Linked DNA regions of Danio rerio: region 1 is linked to region 2. A link is a contact called in public Micro-C data. All regions are on one chromosome and are shown on one strand. The core of a region is the stretch at or near the end of the contact, and the rest is flanking DNA. Distances in the headings are between cores, read along the strand shown.

Region 1 (2,806 bases), core at 59-2,558, 130 kb after region 2:
TGTTAGACTCGAGAAAACAATAAAACATTGTTTATTTAAATTGTATCTTTTTTTAATCATACTGATATCTGCTTGTAGATCAGTTTATTGTATTTTATTCAGATGCACTTCACTATAGAATCATCCCATCATCAATCTAAATTTATTCATTCTTTCCAAATAGAAATATTCAGGACATCTGGTGAAATTTTATTCATATCGCAATATATACTGCAAAATAACAAAACATCATAATGTTAGATTTTTTCCAATACCGTGCAGCCCTCAAAACATTCTCTACGTTTTTTGGTTTAATCAAAAACTAGTGTTCTCTGAATGTTGCAGGGAGGTTATTGTGTAACAACCCAATGAGAACCATCCATGAATGTTCTCTTGTTGTAGAGGGAACGTTCTACGTACCTAAAGAAAACTTTTCTGGCTTATCAAGGGAAACATTCTGGGAAATAAAAATTGTTAGCCGAGCTGGAATTTCAGACAAGCACTGTACAATAATATCCCTTTAGTCTTTTCTTCATCTAATATTCATTGATGTTGTATGATGTGCTGGATATTATCTCTAACAGCAGCATTTCCTTCCCTACTTAACCGATTAAACAGAGGAAACACGCTGTGCAATTTTTCTATAAATGAATATTTCTGAGACAATGACGACGATAACCGCAATGAAATAAACAATGTGGGGTTAAATGCAAATATTGTGTGACTCACAGTTCATCAGAAGCAACTGGATAAGCGTTTCCGGGTCGAAATAAAAGTCAAAAGACAACTTTAATGCAGTATCAGTTCATATCCGATGAAATATGAAGGAGATACTCCGTATGGACGCCGAGAAGTGAATATTGCGTTCAGCTTATAAATAAACAGGGTCGAATTAACACGTCACAATCCAGCTGTCAAACTGACCGGTAGTGAACAAACGTTTTATAATCTATAACGTTTCATGATTTATGGTGAGAGATAAAAACCACACAAAGCGTCCAACCTGGGGGTTTGGGTTTACGTTACCAGAGGCCCGACAGGTGAGATGTGAATCTTCAAACAGGTTTGAGATGTCTAGGTGGCTGACTATACAAACTTAGCTTTAGCTAGCTAGCTCTGTCTTGAAAAGTGCACATTAATGTCGCTGTAAAAGTGTAACTTACCATTTCGACGGCTTGTTGAGAGCAGTCGGGTAATGTCTGTGAACAGCAAACCGCTTTTTGGTAAATGCCGCAGGATAAATATCAGTACATTTCTAATTGACTGCTCGTAGTTTCAGAGCCCCATTGAAGCAGACCGGAGAAGCGCTGTCCGATTCGCGGACTCTTTTGAGTCGGATCTTTTCAATTGAACCGATTCGTTCACGAATTTTTGGACGAAGAACGAGCAATTAATATTAAAATCAAACTTAACAGCTATGACAGTTAAGCCGTTATTAAAATGTTATTTATAATCCGCACTAATATCTATCGTATTGTTTACACATAGCCTACTATCTGTTATTACTTATTCAGCAGAACCAGTTTAAGTTTAATGGGTATAAGTACACATTCTAAGTGTCCCTAGTAATATTTTTTTGCAATATTTTATTTATTCTATTAAATAGGGTATGAGTGTCAAATAACACTATAAATAAGAAGTGCATTTCATATCTAATGAATAAATACTAATTTAATAAAGAATAACAAATTTAATAGTTAAGTGTATTGAATAAAATAGTTACAACAGTATTAAGTTATCAAAAAGTTGTAGCTTGCTAATGAATTATTAGTATGAAATATTTACTACTCAGAATTGAAATTCATAAATGTGAAGGATAGATTGCCTTATTCAATGACAAACATATGAAAATAGTTGTATTTAATCTAGGCTATTAAATGAGTTACTATATTAAATGTGCAATAGTTTGCCATAATCAGTAGTGTCATAATAAACAGCAGTATGTGTCAACAAAGTTTTATAGTATGCTTTTACAACTGAGATGTCCAAACTTTGGCCCGCAGGCTAAAGTTGGCCCATTGTAACTTTTGATTTGGCCCACCATCCCATCTGAAAAGAGGCAGAGAATGATGGAGAGGGTTGGGGCGAATTCCTTTAACAGAGATTTTTATTTCTGATTTAACGTAACTTTTATGTTTGTTTGTTTTCTTGCTGAGCTACAACAAACCAAACTGAAAACTAATGACTCAATTAAATGCTGTAAATAAATATTTTTTAAGGTGCAGCCTGACTAGTGTAACACTGTGATTGTTTTTACTATAAGAAGTTCGTTATAAAATTAATAAATATTCTGCATTAGTTAATATTATAGAGCAATGTTTTCTAGTTATTTTTAAATATTAAATACATTATTAAATCACCATTGGCAACTTTTATTTAATAGAGTTTGGTATATTAAACTTTAGCCCACCACGCTCAATCAAGACAAAAAAAAAAGTTTGGCGACCCCTGTACAGCACAGTTGATTATAACATGACGTAAAAAAAAACCTATTGAATCGGTTTCTTGAATCGAACTGTTTGGAAGAACCGACTCAACGAAATGAGCCGGACTTCCCGTCACTACAGAGCGGCAGGTGGCGTCATCTCCACCAACTGCAGCGCGCATGCGCTTTGCGTATTCCTGCCTCAAAGCTGTCTTGCAGAAAGTCCTCGTGCTGCTTTAAAAAAGAGAAACTGATTTCTGCTTCCAGCAATAACTAGCAAACGTTTTGTGTTTCAATCGCAAAGTAATGAATCAGCTTTACAGTCTATCTTATGAAAACAGTTTTACCTCTTCTCTGACATAAGGCCAAGATATTCAGATGTTGTTGCCATGACAAAACAGG
Region 2 (2,757 bases), core at 131-2,630:
CACACACACACACACACACATTTCATAGCTGTATTTAGATCACTTCTGTGTATATATGTGTATATTATGTATATGACTTCACTGTGGACGGCAAAGTAAGAAATAATAATTTCATTGTACAGGGAAACTTGTTTCCTTACTGTGGACATAAACAAATGGAATTGAAATTATGTGTTTTACATGAAATGCATTTTAAAATAATGATTTAAAGCATATGAGAAAGATTTCTGATGGATCGTGTACCACTCAAAACTAGAGTAGAGCCATTCCAGCTTAACGGATGTGACTTTGCAGTAAAAAGTCAAAAGATAAAGTCACAGAGAAAGTATATTATGTTAACATTATATTGAAACAACTGTTTATATTTTCCTGAACAACAAAGCACAGAGTAATGTGAGCAGAAAAATATCAATCTGTAAAATATTTTTTCTATTTTAAATGAGGAAATTAAACAGGTTTAATAGATGTGACAAAAAAGTTAGCGAGTTTACAGTACAAGACATACTTTGTAGAAATTCTGTGAATTAAACTTCACAACCCAAAAGAAACAACGCTTTAATTTTATTTTATTTGAAATTTTTTGCATTTATGAAAAAAAGATTTAGAATGTATGTCACATCTCTCCGTTATGGATGTGACAGATGTGAAATTGCCACTTGTGTGACTTTGGTAAATCAAATCAAGTTGTTTGAACACATTGACAGATAGATTCTTGAGTATTTTTAAAGTACAGTAAAATACAAGCCTACACAAAAAAATTTAGAAACTACAAGCTATTTTGGTGAAAAACAAATTTTTTTAATGGCAAGTTTGATGTTTGCATGAGATTGCTCAGTATTGAATGCTGAAAATTCACATTTAAATCACAGGAATAATTTATTACTTCAAATGACATATTCACATTGTTTTAAACTGAAATAATACTTCACAATATTACTACACAATGTTTTGGTTGTACTTTGATTAATCAAATGTCTCCTTTAAGAGCAGAAGTGGCTTTCTAAAAACCTTTAACACATCTTAATGCTTCCAAACTTCTGACAGTAGTGTACCAGTGATGCCCCAATACATATACATTCAATCCTTTCACTTACATTAAAGTAATAGCTGTGCTCTCTTAAAGGAAAGGTTAACTAAAAACAGCTAACGTTACAGAACTCGAACCGACAGACACACCATCTAACCCTAAATATGTACTTTTTATTCTATACGAATGCTGTTGACTAAAATGACAGTTTATTTAATGTATGTTTTACGGGTTTACCACGATATTAAGACATTTTAGGTAAACAAATAAACTACTTGTGAATTTAATGCATGGACTTTGACAACACTTACTCGCTTTGTGGTTGTAAGAACAGCTCATCCGCTGTCGTATGTTGACTACGAGTCACCAAAGGGATCAAAAAACACGAGACTGAAACGCGTTTGCTTTTTCCAATAGCATGACTGGTTCTCTTTTATGTACTACACAGTAGATGCTGTGATATGTAGATATTTGGACTTGCTTAAAATGCAATGAATAAAATATGTCGTAAAACTGTTTATGTTATGAAATATGTAACATCTTCTGTGACATTACAAAATGCATGCGGGACGTGTGCTGTTGTAATTTATAAAACACACCACTAGAGAGCGCTCGAAACTTCGACAAGAAAATATATTTCTCATTAAACCTGCTTTGTGTAACACAAAACATACCCATATAATGTATATACATTTACCTTTTTGTATCAAGTATAATGCTATTTCTGTCACGTATTGGCAGGATCTGTCGACCCAGCACATATTTTTTTTTATCATTTCTTTCACATAGCCTGATTCTGCAGGTGACATTAGGCGCATTAATACCGTCCAGACAGTCAGACATTTGTTTGGTGATGGGTAGCTCAAATTCTATGAAAATGCAACATTTTAAACTTATAATTGCAGCAAATTTAAAAGTGATGGCAGCGGTGGGATTCGAACCCACGCCCCCGAAGAGACTGGAGCCTTAATCCAGCGCCTTAGACCGCTCGGCCACGCTACCCACAATGCACATGGTGACCATCATAAAATATAAAACTATTTTTATATCTCTGCAGCAATATTCTTTCGCTCTTGTAGATCGTTTCTGAATACCAAATTCAACCGAGGTCAATTGCAATAGTTCTCCTTTTTGTCTCAGTTTACCCGAACTAGGGTTTTTAAATGTGTATTATAAGTGAAAACACTCTTGAAAAAGCGAAGTTGGCTGAAAGATACCGTGAAGCGTCTGCGCACCGTGACGGTCTGCGCAAACACGTGGAACGGATTAAGCCCTGTGTTCGTTGGGGATGTTTTCATCCATCCTGGGGTGATTTTGAGTCTTAATTTGGCCACAACTATCTCTGTGTTTTAGCAACTAAAATGATACTTGGTGACATCCTTTTTGGACACGTTTTCAGAAACTGCTTTGAAAACTTAAAAAAAAATCAACAATACACTCTGAGCAAATTTTAAACCCTTTCGTTATGTTAAGGGCTGATTTTGCCCCATTGACTTCCGTTATAATGACGTTATTTATTGCAAAACCATGACACCATATTATCATGCATTCTTGGTTGTTGCTGTTTTTCCCTTTTGGGAGAAGGGACATTTTATTTTTTACTGTTGATCATTTGTTGCAATGCAAAAAAGTTTGGTTTGAGCCTTCTATAGAGTATTGAGTAGTGTGTGTGTGTGTGTGTGACATCTTACTTATGTCTGAGAAAATCCAAATAAGCAGCTCAGCTGTCA

The links. A called contact is a pair of places that touch in the nucleus more often than the background predicts.
Region 1: a contact with region 2 is called in a Micro-C map of caudal fin, with 3 times the contacts expected there. The contact joins the promoter of ap1s1 here to the promoter of snapc2 in region 2. A contact is called at or near these places in 3 of 18 Hi-C or Micro-C datasets (caudal fin, hematopoietic stem cells and an unstated tissue).

What each region holds. Positions count from the first base shown.
Region 1 is chr7:26,289,327-26,292,132 of GRCz12tu, forward strand. It overlaps ap1s1 (adaptor related protein complex 1 subunit sigma 1), which reads right to left and starts at 1,309. Exons shown (of 5, transcript NM_200309.2): 1 at 1,143-1,309. The coding sequence starts at 1,145.
Region 2 is chr7:26,155,029-26,157,785 of GRCz12tu, forward strand. snapc2 (small nuclear RNA activating complex, polypeptide 2) reads right to left here and starts at 1,381. Exons shown (of 5, transcript XM_001923692.8): 1 at 1,339-1,381. trnal-aag (transfer RNA leucine (anticodon AAG)) reads right to left here and starts at 2,029; the gene lies at 1,948-2,029.